7 separate regions of the Mus musculus genome follow, and all the other regions are linked to region 6. The links are chromatin contacts, called in public HiCAR-type, HiChIP or PLAC-seq and Micro-C maps. All regions are on one chromosome and are shown on one strand. Each heading gives the region's core, a stretch centred on a gene start, on an enhancer-like site or on the middle of the called end of the contact. The rest is flanking DNA. Distances are from core to core; before and after follow the strand shown.

What was found. A called contact is a pair of places that touch in the nucleus more often than the background predicts. HiCAR-type assays count read pairs that join an accessible place to other places. HiChIP or PLAC-seq counts read pairs in DNA pulled down with a chosen protein or histone mark.
Region 1: an H3K4me3 HiChIP or PLAC-seq map of embryonic stem cells shows a contact between it and region 6, with 9 times the contacts expected there. The contact joins the promoter of Tbcel here to the promoter of Arhgef12 in region 6. A contact is called at or near these places in 9 of 39 promoter capture datasets (the C10 cell line, cranial neural crest, erythroid cells and 5 more), 7 of 484 Hi-C or Micro-C datasets (B cells, the G1E-ER4 cell line, LSK cells and 1 more), 13 of 115 datasets of contacts at active chromatin or transcription factors (the 230-238 cell line, astrocytes, cardiomyocytes and 6 more) and 1 of 9 other capture datasets (embryonic stem cells).
Region 2: a contact with region 6 is called in a Micro-C map of embryonic stem cells, with 2.4 times the contacts expected there. The contact joins the promoter of Nectin1 here to the promoter of Arhgef12 in region 6. A contact is called at or near these places in 2 of 39 promoter capture datasets (both in liver), 1 of 484 Hi-C or Micro-C datasets (embryonic stem cells) and 2 of 115 datasets of contacts at active chromatin or transcription factors (the NIH/3T3 cell line and embryonic stem cells).
Region 3: an H3K27ac HiChIP or PLAC-seq map of cardiomyocytes shows a contact between it and region 6, with 3 times the contacts expected there. The contact joins the promoter of Sc5d here to the promoter of Arhgef12 in region 6. A contact is called at or near these places in 3 of 484 Hi-C or Micro-C datasets (CD4 T cells, the N1E-115 cell line and pancreatic cancer cells) and 4 of 115 datasets of contacts at active chromatin or transcription factors (astrocytes, cardiomyocytes, extraembryonic endoderm stem cells and 1 more).
Region 4: a contact with region 6 is called in an H3K27ac HiChIP or PLAC-seq map of differentiating embryonic stem cells, with 4 times the contacts expected there. The contact joins the promoter of Tecta here to the promoter of Arhgef12 in region 6. A contact is called at or near these places in 2 of 39 promoter capture datasets (cranial neural crest and hippocampal neurons) and 7 of 115 datasets of contacts at active chromatin or transcription factors (the 230-238 cell line, the NIH/3T3 cell line, astrocytes and 4 more).
Region 5: a HiCAR-type map of astrocytes shows a contact between it and region 6, with 2.8 times the contacts expected there. The contact joins the promoter of Thy1 here to the promoter of Arhgef12 in region 6. A contact is called at or near these places in 2 of 39 promoter capture datasets (hippocampal neurons and liver) and 5 of 115 datasets of contacts at active chromatin or transcription factors (the 230-238 cell line, astrocytes, cardiomyocytes and 2 more).
Region 7: a Micro-C map of the G1E-ER4 cell line shows a contact between it and region 6, with 3 times the contacts expected there. The contact joins the enhancer-like site here to the promoter of Arhgef12 in region 6. A contact is called at or near these places in 1 of 39 promoter capture datasets (liver), 4 of 484 Hi-C or Micro-C datasets (the G1E-ER4 cell line, the HL-1 cell line, cardiomyocytes and 1 more) and 2 of 115 datasets of contacts at active chromatin or transcription factors (embryonic stem cells and large pre-B cells).

The regions. Positions count from the first base shown.
Region 1 is chr9:42,470,938-42,473,637 of GRCm38.p6, reverse strand. Tbcel (tubulin folding cofactor E-like) reads left to right here and starts at 1,400. Exons shown (of 8, transcript NM_173038.5): 1 at 1,400-1,572. All of the region lies in intron 1 of Gm16322 (a long non-coding RNA gene), which reads right to left.
Region 2 is chr9:43,742,570-43,745,269 of GRCm38.p6, reverse strand. Nectin1 (nectin cell adhesion molecule 1) reads right to left here and starts at 1,316. Exons shown (of 6, transcript NM_021424.3): 1 at 548-1,316. The coding sequence starts at 626. All of the region lies in intron 3 of Gm46108 (a long non-coding RNA gene), which reads left to right.
Region 3 is chr9:42,262,750-42,265,678 of GRCm38.p6, reverse strand. Sc5d (sterol-C5-desaturase) reads left to right here and starts at 1,379. Exons shown (of 6, transcript NM_172769.2): 1 at 1,379-1,473.
Region 4 is chr9:42,398,430-42,401,365 of GRCm38.p6, reverse strand. It overlaps Tecta (tectorin alpha), which reads left to right and starts at 1,419. Exons shown (of 24, transcript NM_001324548.2): 1 at 1,419-1,702.
Region 5 is chr9:44,042,052-44,045,024 of GRCm38.p6, reverse strand. It overlaps Thy1 (thymus cell antigen 1, theta), which reads right to left and starts at 1,641. Exons shown (of 4, transcript NM_009382.3): 1 at 1,549-1,641. Gm39323 (a long non-coding RNA gene) reads left to right here and starts at 2,841. Exons shown (of 3, transcript XR_870686.2): 1 at 2,841-2,973.
Region 6 is chr9:43,104,432-43,107,393 of GRCm38.p6, reverse strand. It overlaps Arhgef12 (Rho guanine nucleotide exchange factor (GEF) 12), which reads left to right and starts at 1,676. Exons shown (of 41, transcript NM_001359232.1): 1 at 1,676-2,215. The coding sequence starts at 2,184.
Region 7 is chr9:44,077,598-44,080,456 of GRCm38.p6, reverse strand. The region is part of intron 2 of Usp2 (ubiquitin specific peptidase 2); the gene reads right to left. The region is part of intron 1 of Gm39325 (a long non-coding RNA gene); the gene reads left to right. Among named protein-coding and RNA genes, the nearest start is that of Gm39325, 6.0 kb to the left of the region's middle. Within about 2 kb of position 1,351, at least 137 of the 459 cell types and tissues checked have an H3K27ac peak or open chromatin away from gene starts, as enhancers often do. A contact at or near this core is called in the G1E-ER4 cell line, liver and rod photoreceptor, where this site is marked.

The DNA of each region.
Region 1 (2,700 bases), core at 151-2,650, 630 kb after region 6:
CTTATTTCCCCCTAGTATGTGAGCAAACCCTCCAGAGGGAAGCCCCCTGTCCCTGTCCTTCCTCCTCTGCTTCCAGTTCCTCTGCTCTGCATGTCCTTCCCACTGAGGCTCCTTTTAGCTGTGGTCCTGCCAATATCTCTAGTCCCTCCTAAGGTGTCAGCAAAGTGCTTTTCTGGGCAGGAGGCAATCGCGTAAGAGTACTCTAAGCCACTGCCTGACCCATAGACCTCAGAACGTGTTTCTTAACCAGGTCCTTCTCAAGTCTCTCTCCAGCCTAAGTCCTGCCTATGGGACAAGACAGAAGAATCAATTGAAGTCCCCAGGGCCTGAGGTTGGTAAGAATTTTTGTTTTCCTCTTTCTGGGAGCCAGTATACACATGTGCATGTTTGTGGCAACCCCCACATCCTCCTGGACACACACAGATTGACACTGGGCATGGAACTCTCCTCAACTCCTAGACTTTCCATTCACATATCTGTGCATGGCTGGTTCCTCCTCGGGATCAGCCTGCACCATCTCTATTCCGTGGGCACAAAAGCAAACAACCTAACAGCCAAGTGTGAGGCTTCGGAGCCGGGGCTATGCGTGGCCTGGTGTGAAGCATATTTTCTTTGGAGCCAGCCTGACCTGGTTTCAAGTCTCAGCCATGTCATTTTGGCTAAGTAGGTGGTCATGAGCAGATCATTTGACTCCCCAAACTTCAATTTTCAATTCTACAAAATATGTCCTTTAGGAGGTTTGTGGGTTATGTTTTGTGTGTTTTTCTTTTCTTTTCTTTTCTTTTCTTTTCTTTTCCTTTCCTTTCCTTTCTTTTCTTTTCTCTTCTTTCTTCCTTCCTTTTTTCCTTTCTTTCTTTCTTTCTTTCTTTTTAATCTCATGTATTTATTGGCTATGGCTGTAAAGCACACACAATAGGTGAAAATTGTAAATTGTTAGTGTTTGGGAGCTTCAGGTGCCTCGGGACTAGAGGGGGCACAGAACGAAGGTCAAACTGTCCCCTACGCCTAGATGTATATGAAGTATAGAGATCGTACAGGACATTTTATAGATGAGGCCTGTGAAGTCAAAGACAGGTAGTGATCACAAGTAGGGTTACACTGAGTCAGGCCAAGATTGCAGGTGTGTTTGGACACGTTCGTCCAGGGCTCCTTTCTCCAAGGATGCTTCTCTTGTAGGTGATCGGTCTTTGGACCTGTGGTTGGTTGCTCCCCTGCTGCACTGGTAAGAAAAGCAAGCAGATGGGGTGTAATTCTGATCCACTCTAGGTGAATGCCACCATTCCCGGTTGCCATGGCAACCGCAGCTCGCTCTGAGAGGCTCGTCTCCTCTGGCCCCTCCCAATCACGCAGCGGACGTGACACGTGCGGCGGGGTCACGTGTTGTTGTTGGGGTCCCCGGAAAGCTGCTTCCGGGTCAATGCAGGACACTGGGCTCTGGCGGCCGGAGAAGGGGTCGAGGTGAAGTGGAGCCGGTCCGGGGCCGGCCTGGAGCAGGCCGGAAGCCGAGCGGCGACGCGGTGGCCGGGCGGGCGGAGGCGCAGCCCGAGGAGCCGCCGCCTCCCGGGCCGAGGGGTGAGTGTAGCCCGGCCGCTGCTCCTCCTCCGGGGCCGGAGGCCCGAGGCATGCTCCACCTGTGGGGGTAGGAGGCCAAGCCTGGGATCCTGGGAGGACGGCGCACTGATGGAGGGCAGAAGGCTGGACAGCGGCAGCAAGCCAGATGCTCCCAGCCTCCTTGAGGCCTGGGGTATGGAAGCGGCTCCCTGGGTGGGAAACTTAGCTTTGAATCACTGAATCAGGAAAATGATGAAAACAACTGGACGTGTCAAGTCCTCGGGGTGTATCCCCATCTGTAAGATTTGGTATCTTAGTGGGAAAGAGCAGCTGTCCCTGTAACTCCTGGATCACTAAGCCTGTCCCTTCCTGGACTGCTTAAAGCTTGTAGTTTGCTAGGAATTTGGGGAGCATGTTTTTGCACCAAGCCGTATTAAGATTGGGGGCTGCCAGGAGACTCCATCCTAGCTTCTTGGTAATGGTGCGAAATGATCTGTGATAAACTGAATAGAGTACAGGCTTCTGGAACTACTAGGAAGACAGTCTGGGATTTGGAGAAGGGAAGAGGATTCGTCCTCCTTAGGGACACAGGCAGCAATTGCAGAAGTTGTAGTTGAGGAAAAGTTGATTGGAGGAGTTGAACTGTTGACAGTCAGTGGAGGAAGGAGGAGCCCCACTCCAAGGTTGCTTAGCTACAGGAGTTTGTAGGCTCCGCCTTAGGGCTGTTAAGGAAACTGGCAGGACCTCAAGGCCAGCTAAAAGCTTGGCTGGGACTTGTCCTTCTCTCTGCTTTTGTATAGCCTTTGCCTGTGTATCAAGAAACTCTTGAATAGATTTCAGTGGTTCCATCTTGAGCGAAGAGTGCTTGAGCAAACTGTTTGGGGGGAAGATGGGGGAGGCCCTGGGGCCCAAAGCAGGCTTGGTTAGGCTTGCCCCTTTTGTATTCTGTCTCTGTAGCTCTTGATAGGATCTCATAGGCTCGTCTTGAGCAGAGAACTGGATTAAGGATGTTTAGTCAGCCTGGGTCCTTTGGCTTTAACCATAGCTCTAACTTAAGGAAAAAAGCAAAAACCTCACACTGATAAGGGCATTATGATTTAGTTTGTGCACCTATACACACACACACACACACACACACACGAATGAAAG
Region 2 (2,700 bases), core at 67-2,566, 640 kb before region 6:
GCTGTGGGGCGATGTGGGGCAGGAGGGGGCCCCCATGAGCCCGAAACCATCTGACAAGAGGCCGCCAAAAGAAATGAAGTCGCCCCCAACCCCCGCCACTCTCCTAGCCCACAGCCCACCAGCTAGGAGACTGACGCCCTCCCCCTGGGGCTGTTGTCTCATACCCCAAGCCCGTGATTACGGTGATTATTTTGCATTTATGTAACACGCAGTGTTTCCAAACTGCTTCTCGAGCTGAGAACTGGTTATTAAATAAATAGAACCCTATTACATATTATTATTTTTGTGAAGAACTGAGCGGAGAAAGTGCTTTCTTGCTACATAGAGACGTGCATCCGATTGCTACCCTGCAGGGCAGGCTGTTGGGCTTCTCAACCCCTTTCTCCACGGTGCCACCTCCTGCCCCCCCTTATCCAAGCGTGACCCAACTTTTCTGGCTCCGTTCGCTCCCTACAACCCGTAGCCTTGCCCATCATCCAGCTCCAAGTCCCGGGGAGGTTCTGGTTGGGTGGGGGGCTATGGAGGGAGGCAGAGGCAATCGCCTTACCTGGGAGGAAGAAGGCGGTCAAGCCGAGAGCGAGTCCCCACCAGCGTCCAGCGGCGCCCGCAAGCCCCATCCGAGCCATCGGGGGGTGGGGGTCCGGCGAAAGGGGCTGCCAGGAGGGCGCTCCTCGCGCTCCAGAAACCAGTCTGGAAGACGAGGGCGGATCGCTGGCGGTTGGCGGGCGCTCGGAGGATCCAGGTCAGCCGCAGCCGTCGGTCGGGGCGGGGTGGGCTGGGTGGGATCCGCGCGGCCGCAATCCGGTCCCCGGCTGCCGCCGGCTCAGAGCCTCGGCAGATGCCCGCAGTAAGTTGCACGAGTCATGCCCCCTTCGCCTCCTCCGCTCTTCTCCTCGCCCCGGTCCCCGCCCTCTTCTTCCACGCAAAGCCCGGCTGGGGAGAGGGACCCACCCCCGGCGCGCCCGGCTACCGGGCTAGCGCGGCGCAGGCTCCCGGCCCTGGGCGCGCTCACACCCTCCCGCTCGGCTCCAACTTGCAGGCGTCCATGGCCGGCTGTTCTCCGAGGGTGGCCGGGCGGTGCGGAGGGCTCGGGGCCCAGGCGGTGGTGTGCGGCTAGGGCGGCCAGCTGCCCGCGGGGCTCGGGGCTGCACGGTCTCGGAGGACCGAGGGGAGCGAGCCGGGTGCGCCACGGGTCCCCACCGCGGCCGCTGCGCTCGGTGCGGGCGATCCGCAACAATGTGGAGCTGCCCCGGTGCCGAGGCGAGCCGCGCTCTCTCCTCTCCCTCTCTTTCTCTCACTCGCCGATCCAGCCTCTCACCCGCTCTCCCGTGATGTCAGCCCGGGGGGAGGGGTTAGCATTAACCCCCTCCTGGCTCCCACGCGCCCGGCCCAGCCCTGGCCCGGCCTCCGCCCGCGCGGCCGCACCTCCCAGTCCTAAGCAGCTGTGGCTGCGAGCGTGGCCGTGGGGTTCGGCTCAGGGCCCCAAGCTAGCAAGATGCCCCTTGGGTCGCCGTTCGGTCGTGGAAAGGGCCGGAGGGCGGGCTGCCCTCCTCGGTCGCTGACAAAGGGAGGCAGTGACCCCTAGCGGCCGGCAAGGGGGAGAAGCTGCTCGGTAGGGGTGGAGTTAAGATGAGGAGGGGGGCTGCCGTAGGGATCCGTGTGAACGCTGGATCTGGCATTGTCCGAGCTCCGAGGGCTTTTCTGACTCTCTGGTCCGACCCTGGGACCATTTCGCAGATGAGGAAACAAAGGCCCAGAGGAGGGCATGGAGAGTGGCAGAAAGAAGCAGAGCACAGGCTAGAACTGTTGCCAAAGCTTCTGCTCCCCAAGATCTGGACACCAGACGGAAACAGCTTTGCGGAGGACCAACCGCGAAAGCTGTGAAGAGTTGAGGCAAGACAAGACATTAGTGGGTGAGAGATCAGGGCACTCAGGTTTCTAGTGGGTCTTCTTTAATCCTTATTGCCTTCAGGGGGTCCTTGTCCCGAAATCGAAGCATTCTGCTTTCCCCAAAGAGCGACAAACCAAGTGGGCTCCCATTGCCTTCACCTCGTTTCTGAGTGGTTTGCGGGATTCCCGCGAAAGTGGCCCATCCAGTCGGTGTCCCAGAACGGCCAGGACTCTCCGCCCCATCCTGTTCGCCACCCACCACATCCGGGTGGCTTCTTGCCAAGGTGACTGAGCCCGAGGGGCCCTTAGCAGCCTGAAGCCTGGACCTTCTGTCCCCATCCTTGGACTAGGAGAGGCAGACAGACAGGGTTTCCCAGTCAAGAGAACAGAACTCCCTCGTTCGGGGCTGAGCAGACCACACCCACTTTGCCCTTTGCCCTTAGCCCAGCCCCAAGGGCACAGAGGCTTGGGGTAGCGCCAAATTCTGATAAAATGTAAATTTTCCTTTCGGAGAATGGGAGGGGCAGGACAATGGAAGAGAGGGACAGTTTCCCACTCTTGGGCCCACGGGCTCAGCCTGCTAAAGAAGTCACTCCACTCAAAAGGAATGCTCTCTGTATCCTTTTATGCTTCACCCGTGTAACTCAGGACAAACTGTCTACCACACTACCGCCTGACTTGGGAATGCATTGTGTGGTCTCATAGTTGGTCCTTGCCCCACAGGAGCGGGGTCTAGTGGGGATGGGGGGGGGGGGGAGACACAGAAACAGAAGTTCTATAGAATCACTCACCGCAGCACGGCATTGTGGG
Region 3 (2,929 bases), core at 130-2,629, 840 kb after region 6:
TGCAGCATTTCTGCCAATAGGCCCAGGAGCAGAGTAGAGAGAGTATGATATCCCTTTAGCTTGCTTGGTCTTCCATCTTCCCCTGGCAGCTGAGCTTGCTTGCTGCTGCTGTCTTTGGTGAAACCCAAACTATTATTTCCAAACTTCCATTGTTGGCTGAAGGCCAGGGACTCTCCAGGTATACAGGAACTGCTGTGGCACTGAGCCTGGTAGACAGACGCTCTACCAGGCTGTTCATTTTTCCAATGTGAGACAGCCATTATAGGACTACTCTGGCTGGCAAGGTAACCAGCCTCGTGGATGGAACAGCTACTAGGGGTTTAGTTCTTCTGGGGTGAGACAACTGTTATTACTTTAAGCTAGTTTCATAAATTTTTTATGTATGTATTCATCTTATCAGTTCTGTTCCTCCAGAGAACACTGGCAAACACACTTTGTTAAGTGTAATTTATAGAGTCATTTTGGACTAGGCTTTTGCCTCAGAGCTCTGGAAGATCAGATCTGGCCAGAACTGTCTCTCATGCTCAATATATCACTTAATCAAACTGGCTTTTGAAATGCCTGGCTCCTTCTAACCAAAACAAAAAAACAAAACAAAACTAATCAATTGGTAGGACCCTGATACCAGAAACAGACGACAGGTCAATCCTCTCTGAAGTAACTCTGAAGTACTAGTCTTTTGGGCCTTTCTTCTTCTTAGGTTCTTTTCATTTTGGCCAATACTGCTGATCCCTACTGCTCACCTTAGGGAGCTCTTGTATTTTATAGAATGGGCTGCTGTCTACATTCCCGAGTCATAATTAGCCAATTTGATCTTTAAGTTCACCTCCCCCACCCCTATCTTTACCTATGTAAACCAGTTGGGCCAGATCATAACCTCTTTCTCTATTTTTATCGCTATTAATAATTGCTTTTTAAATTTACTCTGCTACACATAACTTTCGATTTACATATTTTAACGCTGCATAAGAGGACTTGCAGGGAAGTGACAAATAACTGCGGATTGATGAACGTTTGAGTCACAAAAATGGGACAAAAGACTCCACCATTAACATCAAAGGAAGCGTCATTAATCCTACTTCAGGCTGTCATTTTGCATTCATCCCGGGTCCTTTGCACGATTCTAGTCAACTTTCTGGGCGGGAAGAAAGTGGGAAGGAAAGCAAGCTTCGTCCGCCCCGTAGCAGCATCATGAAGCGCCTGGATAGTCCCGGCAGAGTGCTGGACCTGGTTCGGGGGTGCGGGGAGGCGTGGGGAGCGCGGGACGCCTACGCGGCGACCACGTGACCGCCGCGACCGCGCCGGTCCAGGTCGCGCGATCCGCCGTCACATCAGCTTATTGCGCCGGCTGCTGATTGGCCGGCTGCCTGCACATGGGCGGGGCTCTGCTGAGCGGGCGGTGTCTCGGGCGCTCTGGCTCGTACTCTCCGCTGGCTGTAAAGCCGCGGCTGACGGAGCTGCTGGGCCTGGCAGGTAGGTTCCGTGCGCTGGCAGCTGGACAGCCGCGAGTGGGAGGACCCGCGGGCGGTCGCGAGGATCCCCGGGTGCCCGGCGCCGGTACGGCATCCGCCGCACCCGTGTGGCCGTCCCTGCTAAAGCGCAGGTGGCATGGGGGGGTGGGGGTGGGGGTGGGGGTCTGGCCTGGCGGACACCTTGGTCCCCGGGGCCTGCGATGGGGATAAGGTTATATGGGAGCGGGGAAGGACCCTGGCCCGGTAAAGCTGGGTCCCTGCCAGTGCTAGAGGTTGCCTGCCTACTGTGAACCCCACATCCAGGGTGAGGTGGGAAAAGCTGGTGATTTGCTTTGCCACCGGCACTTCCTGGAGAAGGTACCAGGTTGCGAACCAGCGTCCGATTGAGGCCTAGGGAGGGTGGTGGGCCGTCACTCCCTGCCTTTCTGAAGACCATACGCTGTAGCGTGCACACTTTAAGCATCGTTAAGAAGTCACTCATACTGGCATCCCTTCTTATTGCCGAGTAAATTGGGAGGTGGTACAAGTGGAAACAATATCTCGGCGGCAGCGAAGTTATTTGACTATTTTGTGTTAGTTGAGTTTGCATTTTCATTAGTTGTGTTAAAGTGCTTACCTTCTGACCCTTACTGTCTTACGGACTTTTGCATTCATCCTGTAATATAATGAACGTGGAGAACTCAGAATTCCCCATCTGTATTTGTGACTCTAGGGAAGTAATGCTGTGTAGAACTTTTTGTGTAGGCTTTACACATCGACTGCTCCTTACAGAACAAAGCTGTTTAAGGCATTGCGCCTTCACTGTCCTGTTTATTAAGATTATACGCGGACACACGTTATAGACTTGTGAGAATTAGATGGGAGAATCTCTCCATCACTCCTCCAGATGTGTAAAGGCCGGATGAGAGGTACTGCAGAGCATCCAAGAGCTTTGGAGACTGAAGCAGGAGAATGCAAGTTCCAGGCCACATAGCCAAAGGGGGGAGGGGTGGAGTGCTTAAAATAATATGTAGTATTTTTTAAATATATAAATGGCTAGTTATTGTTCCTGTACTTTTTTCAGTTAAGAAAAATATAATAGTTTTAAGTCATTTAAGTATAATAGTGGATTTATATATGTTTACTTATTTATCTGATGCTGGGATAGGAACCAAGGCTTTGGACATACTACACCAAAGGAATATCCCTGAATTATACCCCAGGCCCATTTAATTGATAACCATGTTTTAAAGTCAAAAATTGTGGGTTTTTTTTCTGCCAAAGCAGTATACTATTTAACGTAAACTTACATTTCAAGCAATAATGCCTAATTATCTTAGAGTCCATGAGCTGTCTTTGACTTTAAGGGGTTGCACCTTTACAATTTACATACAATTTGGTATGGCCATGTGGGTGTTTCTCACTGTCTAGCACTTGATGCTGGTTGAATTGCTTTTTTTGAATTGTGAGTGGCATAT
Region 4 (2,936 bases), core at 170-2,669, 710 kb after region 6:
ATCAGGACCAGTCAAGGGCTTCTCTAGGTGAGTCTTGGACTTGGATTTAATTTTATTTTACACGGACACCAAAACCCTATGTCTTCTGTTACAGAAATATGTGCCTTTTGGAAGAAAGGATTCATTCGGCGTCTGTAAGTGGGCCTATGGGGAGAATTCACGTTACCAGCGAAAGAATGAACACATTGTGTAATGCCTACACAGTTATCACAGGGCTTTGGCTGAAGACGGGGAAACGTATGGCAAAGACCAGGTTCTCCCAACACTCTTGGCCTTTAGCACAGCATATGCAAAGCTGGGTTGTTTTGATTCAGTTCTTATTTCTGGTCTAGGCAACACATCAGGGTCTGGCCAGAGAAAGACCTGGACAGATTTAAAATTCCAATTGATTTGATTTACAAAAGGACCTTTCCTGCTGCATCCAAATTATTTCTTCTTGTTCTTTTTATGAATGCCCCTTTGAGTATTTTAATTTCTGCGGTACTTTCACAGTCTTCTGCATGTTTAAATTTTTCTTAGAGATGTTTGTACATGAGGAGTGTGTCTCCACCACTCCTTCCTTCAAACTTCCCCGTCCAGATTCATGAGCTCTTCTTTAATTTTTATTCTTACATAGACACACATACATGTGTGTGTGTGCGTGTGTGTACACAACCCACTGAGCCCATTTAATGTTGCTTGTATGTGCATTTGTCCTGGGCTAATTGCTTGGGATTGAATTTAGCTTACTGGAATCCTGCAAGCATCAAGCTGAACACAGTTTTCCTTTGTTTGAACAAAGTTCTTCCTGGACACTTTGAGCAAGAGAGGCCTGTCCCCCCTCCCAATGAAGACCCTCAGGGGCACGAGTGGAGGTGTTACAGGCGTAATTTTCCTTTCCCCACTTTGTTCTGCCTGGGAGATGCCACTGCTCACCTGTCTAAGAGTCAGAGAGAAGAAGGAATGAAACCTTGACACATCTGGGAAAATTTCTTTAAATACTTTATACATGTCTGTAGGGGACAAACAGGGTAAAGCCTGTATGTGAACAATAGGAGAGGAGGGAACGAGAGAAAGATAGATTTAAAAAAAAGAAAAGAGACATAAAGAGAAAGAAAAAACAGAGGGAGAGAGAGAGAGAGAGAGAGAGAGAGAGAGAGAGAGAGAGAGAGAGAGAGAGAGAAACGGACTTCATTTAAATGTGCCGGGAGCCCCCTTTGTCGGGTTTCTCCCATGCTGGAGGATGCTAATTCTGTAATGCTAGACAGTTGCCTTCTTTTGGGTACAAAGACAGAAAGGGAGGGTTTCTTTTGTGTTTTTCAGAGCAAAGTGATTCTGATCAGAGAGAACCAAGGTTTCAGCTCCAAGTACCTGACATTTCCATCTGAATCCACTTTTTTTTCTTCTCTTTTTAAAGGAGGGGGGAGGTCTAGTTTTTCAGGAAAAGAGCCTCTCCGCGCAATCCTGAAACTGATCTTCAGATTTACCTCTCCTTAATCAATAGAGAGCAACTTGATTGCAACTCAACACTCCCCCGACTCTAGTGCAGGACTAACTGAATTTTTGGTTTTAAGAGTATGGGATTCGGACGTGATTTCAGGGATCAGAAATAATTGGCAGCCACGCGAGGAGAACTGACGTGAATTCTTATACCTAATTTTCCGGGCTCACCAAGATTTGACTTAATACTTTTCACTCAATTCCTCCAGTCTCCACAGAACAGGTTAGTGGCGTTTTTCATAAATACAACTGTCTAAATGAATCGTCCTCCCTGCTGCTCTCTGCCCTGCTCCTCCAAAGGCCTGAAGCTCGCACGGCACCTGCCTCCCCTAGAGCTGTGTATGATGCCTGCTGAAGCCCTCTGTCCTTTGCAGCAAAGCTGGCTAGCGTTTACTTTGTGCTTGAGACTTCAATGTGCATGCCTGCCAACTGAAGATTTGCCACAAGACTCTCACAGTATGGAGTCATTGCTTTTGCCTAAAAGTTGGGCCGAGCGATTCTGATAACCTCAAATGATAAGAGAAAGGTGTTTATCTTTAAGAATGCTGTGAGGCACAGGTTTCCTGGTCGGCATGTTGGTCCTCAGGCCAGTGCATGGTGAACTTGGATCTTGCATGTGTGCTTGTATCTCAGCTTTCTGGAGTAGTGCAGACCATCCACGCTCCTAACAGGGGGTAATGCCACCCGCTCAGCTGATTGTAAATTAACATGCAAATGAGTTTGGTTTTGTGCTGTTCCTTCTTTTAATTAACTTCCCGGAACTAATGAGAGTTGCTTGAGTGTGGGGCTCTATTTCTGTTGTATTTCCAAGGAGCTACTCCGGTGTGCTGCTTTTTTTTTTTCTTTTCTTTTCTTTTCTTTTCTTTTCTTTTCTTTTCTTTTCTTTTCTTTTCTTTTCTTTTCTTTTCTTTTCTTTCTTTCTTTTCTTCTTCTTCTTCTTCTTCTTCTTCTTCTTCTTCTTCTTCTTCTTCTTCTTCTTCTTCTTCTTCTTCTTCTTCTTCTTCTTCTTCTTTTATCACCAAAGTAGCCATTGATCATTCATTTCACTGTGGAATGTCAGTAGACGGTCTTAGGCTACCTGTGCGTCTAGTCAGTAAAATGATGGACGGGCTCCAGGTCATTGAGAAGGAATGGCATACTCTGAATCCTCCTACCTGGAGAAACACGTGATAATTTAACCAGTATTTCCTGGATCCTGACAGAGACTAGGGACATTTGGAGAGTTGGGTCTTGCAGAAGTTAGAGTCCCAGAGACATGGTCTGAGACCTGCATTTTTGGAATTGGACGCTGCTATTTTTTTTTTAAATCAGATGCAAAGTAGACACTTTCCCCTTGGTCCTTGCAGCTTGCGTTTTTCCCATCTAACTCCCTGATAACCTACACTTCTAGGCAGCCGCCTTCTGGGGGTCTACTTTGTCTCCCAACTATTGAACTCAACCCGTGAGCCTCCTGGGAA
Region 5 (2,973 bases), core at 392-2,891, 940 kb before region 6:
TGTATCTCCTCTCCCAATGTATCTCAGGATGTCCTGCCTCAGCTCCCTGAGAGCAGAGTAAAAGACATTTACCGGATAAATGAGGTTCTCCGAACCGTACACTCAAATAGGATTTTGATGGGGTCTAAGAAAATGGTAGGTATCCAGCATTATGCCCCAAGTGATAAGTCATGCAGAAAGCTTAACGGCTAGGGATGAGATCAGGCAAGCGAGGTGCCACAGAGGCCTGTATAAGACATGGGACATGAGTGAGAAGCACGGAGGCCAGAGATGCTTGCAAATGGCCAGCTCTTGAGTGTTCCTAGGGCTGCAGTTTTCTGGTCCTGTGTTCATTGCTGCCCTGCACAGGTTCTCTGCCTTCCCCACAGTGCCCTAGCTCAACACACCGGCAGGCTGTCTAGCCTGTCCTTGCCCAAGAGAGGCACAGTCTGCGAGTTCGCGAGCTCCACCTAGGCTAGGAACATCCTTTGCACAGGGCGGGCCACTCTGCCATTCTCTCTGCAGTTCAAGATCCATGGGGAAATAGACTAGGATTTCCGGATGGGCTATGGCAGTGAATGTCAGCCTGGGGTGGGGGGAGCTGCGACCAGGAGCCAGATCCCAAGGTTCTGTGGCAGAGAAAGGGGACTATTAATTAATTAATTAATTAATTTTAGAGACAAGGTCTCCTTAAGAAGCCTTGGTGAGCCTGGAACTCGTGATGTAGCCCAAGTTGATCTCAAACTCCTCCCGTCTGCTTCCGCCTCCTGATGGTTGTTGGGTGGCAAATGACTTGGATTTGATAACAGTGGGTTATGGAGGAGGGAGTGTGGGCTTGAGATTCAGGGGAGGGAAGGGGGAACACTAGAGAAAAGAATTGGGGCTGGGGCTGGAGAAGCCTGGCAGAACTAGATACAGGGGTAGCGTGATTTGGCAGAGGCGCAGCAGTGTTTTCGGCGCCCCGAATCTCATACCCAGCCCACCTAAGCCCACACCCAGACAAACTTTGCGCCCTTTCCCTGAGGCCCGGCTTGGCTAACCCCACCCTGATGCTATTTCCTCATTTTAATCTTCCTCTACCAGTTGAGATTCTCCCGCTCCCTCCCCCCTCCGCTCCCTCGCATCCTTTCTAGCTTTCCCCTCCCCCGCGCCTGCCACCCAGTCCCCTCCCGCAACATTGCGGTTTTCTTACCTGCGGTGCCCCGCACCCAGCCAGCCACGAGGTCACCCGCTGGGGACTCCCTCCAGTTTGCCACCCACCTCCTCCCTCTATTCGCACCACTAAAGCGATTTGAGCTTGGGGACCAAAGGCTGTCCTTGATGTCCTTCCTCATGGTTCTCCTCCGGCACCCACTCTTCGAAAGCGTCCGTTAGCAGGGAGAAAGCCCGTGACCCCGCACTGCCTTCCTCTCCCACCTCGACCTGGGAGCACCTTCTTTCCCCAGTTCCCGCGCCCCCATATAGGAGCGCCCTGGTATCCTTTCCCAAAACTGTAGCTGGGGAAGGCTTGCATCCTCGCCCTGCGGCGGTCCTTGCATGTGCGGGTCCCTCCCGTCGGCCTGCTCTCACCTGGACTCCCCTAGCTGCAGCCTCCTCCTGGTGCGCCAACGCCTCCAGTTGCTGCACCCAGCGCTGAAGCCCGCAGTTTTCACCAGGGGTGGGGAGAGAGGGGGGAGCAGGGAGGGACTCTAGATTCAGCCAATCGGAGGCTGAGGGAAAAGGATGGAGGGGGTGGGGTGGTCGGCGAGGGCTGACTGGAGGTGTTCCATTTGGGTGTCCGAAGTGGCTTGCTGCTACTAAAGAGGCACTCTCAGTCCTGTGATTGGGCTGACTCGCCCAGGGAAAAGACGGTTAGGGACCCTGGGGGTCGGGGTGGAGCAGTCTTCTACCCATACCCCGGGACGCTCTCCTTTTAAGGTTGTAACCCTTTCTTTGCTTGAACCTTCAGAAGCCTGGATAACCAGAGGGAGGCCCTCCAGCTTCCCCCATTCCTTTGCCTCTTGGCTGGAGATCTGCTCTTGAGCCTCCAGTGACAGGTTTTGGCTTTGGAGCCTGTTATATCAGCAAAGGGAATGGATTGGTTGTTTTCCATGTTTTCCATGCTACTGCAGCCCTTCGGAAGCAAGGCAAGGGGTGCATCTGCCTGGCTTGTTTCTGCTTCCCAGGCATCATGCCCACCTTCAGTTACTCAAAACACTTGGCCCTGTTAGGGAAACAGTGCATTCTGCTTGTAACTCCGGATCTTGAAGTCGCACCTATTTTCCTTCCTTCCTTCCTTCCTTCCTTCCTTCCTTCCTTCCTTCCTTCCTTCCTTCCTTCCTTCCTCCTGCCTGCCTGCCTGCCACTCTTTCTTTCTTTCTTCCTTTCTTTCTTTCTTTCTTTCTTTCTTTCTTTCTTTCTTTCTTTCTTTCTTTCTTTCTTTCTTTCTCTCTTTCTTTCAGATTTTCCACCAGGATTTTTCTGTGTAACTCTGGCTGTCCCAAAACTCTCTCCATAGTGCAGGCTGGTCTTGAACTCACAGAGATCCACCTGGCCCTGCCTCCTGAGTACTGGAGTTAAAAGCATGCACCACCACCTCCAGGTGAACTTGCACATTTTGGCCCAACCAGCTAGAATGTTCTCCCTTCTGTGAGTACAAGATGATCCCGTTCCGTCTCCAGACAAGGAAAGGAGGCATGCCTTCTAGCCAGCATTGCTGGGGTCATTACATCCATGGCCACTTACTAACTCCACTCCCATCCCAGCAGACTCAGCCCATCCACTCCTTGTTTCTTCATGGCTGGTTAGTAGTCAGGCTGACCAGTTGTAGGACTTGGGAACTCAAGAGCCCAGTGCTGAGCCACTCTACTCTTCAGCTAGTGGCTGAGAAAAGAGAGAACTCTCAGAATGGGGAAAGGCTGAGACCCGGTTTTGGGTCCTCAGGAATGATACCCCATCTACAGCATCAACTTGATGTCACCAAGAGGCTCTTTCTAAAACCTGTGCTAATGATTT
Region 6 (2,962 bases), core at 427-2,926:
TCCAATCTGCTTCTATTCTTTCCAAAAATAAACATTACAAAATTAGCTGGCTGTGCCCCGAACTTAAAAAAAAAAAAATCTAGCGAGAGAGTCATTTCAGGCTTCTGTTTATCTTTTCCCCTTTGCCCCCCATTCTAACGTCACCTTGAGCTCATGCATCTATTCAGGGGTGATGATCCGATCGTTTCGCGAACTGTTGTGGAATGACTTAGAAACAGCATTATTAAGAGGTAATTATTTCCTTTCCACACCCACTGTTTATTAGATTTGATTTCCACAAAATGGCCGAAGTCTCTTCCCACCTACACGGATTGAAGCTCAGAAGAGACTGAAGATAATTGTATAAAAGGAATAGTCGCTTGATGTTTACAGGCAGAATTGGAGAACTATATTGTGTCGTGGTCCCTCATTTCCTCAGGGACAGATTTATTCAATCAGAAAACTACATGGTTAGCTGAATGTCTCTACCCCATCGAAAGAGAAACCAGAAAACATTTGGGAACTCTTCAAAGGGATCCCTCGTGCTGTGCTGTTTACCGGACAGATGTATTACTTCTTCCATCTCTTTTCACAACACGCTTATTAACTTGCTGTGGAAAGCACCATGCGTTCTCAATTTGGCAAACAATACAGTTCATTTTGCCAAGGCAAAACAGCCTAAAAGCAATATTTATATCAGGAACTCCTGGCTTAAGTGTGGGCCCAGATCCTTTCTCCACAGCCTCTTCTGGCCATCCCCCCACCCCTTTCCCCTCCGTGCTGTGGGACTAGGCCAGCAGGTGCCCCAGGTGATTGGCTCACCCCAAAACCTGTGTGTGTGTGTGTGTGTGTGTGTGTGTGTGTGCGCGCGCGCGCAGGTTTGCCTAACACTGTCGGGGGCCCGTGGACCTGGGCTCGCACGCAGTCATCAAAAGCATTTGACACCGGGAACGAATACATTCTCTTAAAGAATAAAAGTTTCCAGCCCGGGAGTTCCGAAGAACCTCTAAACGTGAACTCCTCGAGACTGTGGAATGGCTCCTCTGCTGTCCCGGGTGGATTGTACACTGTGGGCTGCACCTCGAGAGCATTCGAGGGGCAAGAAGGCAGCAGTGCCCGCTTCGCCACACAGAACTACTTTTTCGCTTCCCTCTATCCCCCGCGACAGCACTGAGCGGAAGTATCTGCTCAAGTTTGGAGAGTCCGGGAAGCGGAGGGATCCCGGGTGAAGCGGCTTCCCGAAGTCCCAGGGAGAAGGGCCCAAAAAAGTCGGCGGGGGAGGGGACGGCTCGGCGCGCTCCAGTCGCGCCGGGCCGAGGGGACAGAACCGGAACCGGAACCCGCGCGCGCGCCCGCCCGCAGCGGTCGCAAGGCTCGTCACCGCCGGCGGCCCCCTCCACCCTGGGCGCGCTCCCGCGAGTGCCCCTGAGACCGGGCGAACGGCCCTGCGCACCGAGCCTCCACCGCCACCGCCGCCGCCGCTGCTCGGGGGCCGGGCTTCCGGGCCGGGCCGAGACCTCCCGCTCCTCGCGGGAGCCGCCGCCTACCAGAGCGTCGGGGAGGAGCCGCCGTGCCACTGCGGAAGAAGCGCGGGGGCCTCCGAGGGATGGGGAGCTGCCCCGGGCGCTGAGACAGGGTCCCTGTCAGCGCGGCGGCCGGAGCCGGGTGGGGGCGGCGCGGAGCAGCTCAGGGCCCTCGGCCCGGGGACATGGGGCGGCGCGAGTCCGGCGCGGGACGGTGTGAGACGCGGCGGAGGCTGCGGCCACGAGTGGCCCGCAGCCCCAGATAGAGCGGGGACCCGAGGGCCGGGCCCCGCCGACTCGGGACCGAAGCCGACGCCCGTCCCTGAGCCGATCCTGCCCCAGCTCCGGAGGGATCCCGGTTCCCGTCCTACGGCTCGCGACTTCCCTCTGTGACGAAGTTTTCTCTCCGTGCCTTGCTGAGGATCGTTCTTAGTTCTTGAGCTCGCCTTGTGGCCGACTTGCTCGGTTTGTTTGGGGAGATAACTTGTTTTGCCTCAGCCCGCATCCCCTTTCCTTGACCCCTTGCAATCGGATGTTCTAGATGACTGAATGGAGTTTTGAGTTGGACTTTTGTGTCCCTGCCGAAATTGGGCCTGATCCCAGAGCACTGGGGGTGGGGTGTGGAGGTGTTACTGTAAAATGCAAGTTGGATAAAAAGAAGACCTCTCGCCAAGGGCCCCAATGAGTGGCACACAGTCTACTATCACGGACAGGTGGGTATGAAGTTCCTCGGTCGCTAACCTTCCCTGGATTCGGTCCCACGCAGCAGGGGAGTCGGTGATGCAGATTTGCCTTCAGCTAGTGCAATTGACAGGCATAGGAAAGAGGGTTGTTTCGGAGCTGTGCAATTAGTCTAGGGTTGCTGCCAAGTTAACCGGTTGATTGAATTTGGAAATGCAGGTTTTTTTGGGAGAGAAACTTTCCCCCATATTCTCAGAGGAAATGAAGGAAAACCATGATTGTGGTTTTCTGTCGGGTGCATTAAGATTGTGTACTCGTTTTGGAACCAGAGGGAGGTCATTTTGGGTGAAGGTCAGAGCTTGAGGTCGGTGGGTACTGGTGCATCATCGGGTGGATTCCTGTCCTGTGGTAGTTCTAGACTCACAATTTTAGGAGTTTCTGTCTGTGAACTTAATTTTCATCCTGCTGCATTGTGATTTGTGACTCTGATCTTTTTACGTGTTGACCTGCACAGTGTTTAATTATTAATTACCTAATTTTCCAGAATGTTGACATTACCAGTAAATCACGGGTTCTTGCTGGGGACAGTTTCCAGGAGCTAAAGGAAATGAGGGAAAAATCATGGGGCCTGCTTCTAATTATTCTTTTTTTTTTTTTTTTTTTTTTTAACATTTCATCTTTCAGAAGCCCTAGCATTTAAAGATGTAAACTCTAGCTCTGGTTTAGGCATGGCAGGTGGATCTTGTTTGTTAATCGGGTGACACGGTGTGGTGTGTAGA
Region 7 (2,859 bases), core at 102-2,601, 970 kb before region 6:
TCAGCGGTAGGAAACTATTTCCTTGTAGGAATTAGACCCCCACGGGTCAAATGTTCTGTGCTCTTTCAAGCCCCAGGAAATCTGGTCTGAACCAGCCATATTCAAGAAGCCCACACACTTCCTTCTATTGCTTATGGCTCTGTCTCGGGTGCTAGTTTTATGTATTCACTGAGGTAAGAGGGGGCAAGGGACCACGTGGGCAGCTCTGAGCTCTGAACATGATGTTTGTTTCTGAGGCTGATGGTCAGTGGGGCGGGTCCCCCAGGGGCAGGGAACATTTTGCTAGGCTTGGATTAACTTGTGTTGCTTCGCCCCACCCCAGCACCATATTAACTTAAAATGACATCCTGGAGTGTGTGGTGTGTGTGTGTGTGTGTGAGGGGTGTGGGGGTGGCTGAAGGGAAGACAGGATGGATGGAGGGGTTCAGGACATCAACTGAGAAATGGAGCTGGAGAGTAATGACAAGGACGGCTGCCAGGTCACTGCCCACAGCGAGTCTTCCCGGGACAGAGACATTAGCACTACAGAGAGTCTAACAACCATGCCCAAACCCTCTGCTCTTCCTCCTCAGGAGCTAGGGCTTGTTCTGGTCCTGGGGATTCTCACGAGTGTCTTTAGTACAGACTGAGACCTTCAGAAAGTATGGCCTCCTGGGAGCAGTTGAGGAGGTGGCTGGGGTGGGCCAGGTAAAGATGGGCTCCAGGGTCTCAGGTTGCCAATCTGGACAAATAAGACAGAAGAGGGGCAGTCCAGTGTGGCTTGAGTCAACAGAGTGAGAAGGCAGGGGGACAGGAGAGGAAGGTCCGCTTTTTGGTTCTCAGGCAGTCTCTGCCATCCTCCACTTGTTCAAGTCCAGAGTCCCACCCGAGAGGAGGATCACGTGACCCTGGCTTTATATAATCTCCCTGTCACTGAACAGCTGGAACCCAAGGCTTCAGAACATGAGTCAGCAACCCCAGTGACAGACAGGACCCAGAGACTCAGATTCCATCACTCAGAAGCAGTTCCCCGAGCAGAGAGGAAGGGGCACATAAGATTGTGTGTGCGAACGCCAGGGAACAGCCTAGGTCGGACGTGGGGGGGGGGGAGGGGGGGAGAAGGGGGGACACGACTCAGTCCCTGCCTCTGTGTGGAAGAGGCAGGTTCCTAGCCTGCTGACTATGCTTGGAAGGGCCCTGGGCCAACCCGTGGCTCTTCTTGGGGAGAGGAGGTGAGGCCTGGGAGGGGCAAGTGCGCGGCCTGAGGCCAGCAGGCATCGTGCCAGGGCTGGCCACAGAGCAGCTGGGGGGGTGGATCATAGGAGGATTAGGAGGGATTGTAGGGTTAAAGCACAGGCCTGGCAGTGCTCAGTGGGAACAGCTTGTCCTTCCATAGGCCCCAGGAACAGAAGAGGTGGGGCGAGGGGGAACTGACGGGTTGGTGCTCTCTGGCTCTCTGGCTCTAGGCGCTCTGCAGGGCTGAGCCACCTGGGCTGGCTTGCAAATCCTCCCTAGAAGAGCAAAACACCTTGGTGGCTCCTGGCTCATCGCCCTGCATTTTCAGGGAAAGTGGGGCCTCAGGGGGTTGACCCTCAGAGCCCCAGGGCCGAGTTGCACCTTCACCGACTTCATGCCGGTGGTGCCTCCATTACACATGCTCAATGGAGCCTGTGAAGCTCCAAGCTCAGGTTGGCCGTTACTGTCTTATTGGCTGGAGATGCCTCCACCTTCATTACTTGGTTTGAGCCTTGTGGCAGTCCTGTGAGGAGGGCAGGGCAGGTGCCATCGTTCACTTTATAGAGGAGGAAATCCGTCCGAGCTGATAGGTATCCAAGGTTAAAAGGTAAGACTGTGCCTCTCAGAGGTCACGGGCAGTCTGTCTCGGCCTCAGGTGACCTCTCCCTTCCCTACCTCGGAAGACACACACACCCAGGCCTGCCTCCTGGTGTAACCAAGTAGGCATGGATTTCCTGAAGTGAACTCAAGGCAGAGGCTGGCCTGCACCTCTCTCGTCTCCTAAAGCCAGGAGCAAAGATGACCGACCTTTACTGAGTCCCTACTATGTGTCAGGCTCTTTCACAGTAATTTATGAAGTAGAAACTATGAGTGCTTTCATTTTACAGAAGAGCAAACAGACTTAGGAGTTAAGGAAACTGCCCGAGAAAGCCAGGTGAATGGCACAGAGTTCTCAGTTCCCCAGAGGTGTGCATGGTACAGAGTTCAGAGCTAGAAAACAGCACTGTGAGAAGAAGCCACACTTTTTTTTTTAAAGAAGCCATCCTGGGAGAACAGAACTTATGGAGAAGCTTGTGATGGGGCAGATTTCAAGGCACCCAAAAAGTTGCTCTCACTTCCTTAGGATACAATCAACCCCTGGAAGCGAGCATAAGAGGGCCAAGGTGAAGTGATGGTCTCGGGGCAGTGAGACCGTAGAGGTCTCTCCTGGTTGGTGGTACTGTACTGAGCAGAGCTCAGGATGAAATGCTAGCTTGGCTTTAGGGCACTCCTGACCACCTAACAGTTCTGTGCCTTGCTTCTAGGCCAGAGGGATGCAGGTTCTGGCGACTGAGTTTGCTCAGGGTATTTGCTACCTCGTTGAGATCCTTTCTGAAAACAACTCTCTCCGGCCCTGGGCTGGGGTAGGGCCAGGTGTCCCCAGGAGAAATGAAGGGAAAGGGGACAGCAGACTTCAGGAAGAGCAGTAAGTAGCTGGCTGTGAGGAAGATGACAGATAACAGCAGCTGCTGGGAGTCTGGAGTGTATTGCAGCCTTTGGCCCAGACAACCTGAAAAGCCTGTAACAGGCAGATCTTAAGGCACTGCCCTGAGAGCGTTTGCTCCAGAGGGTCTGGGGGACTGTTAAGCCCATAGGTGATTCTAC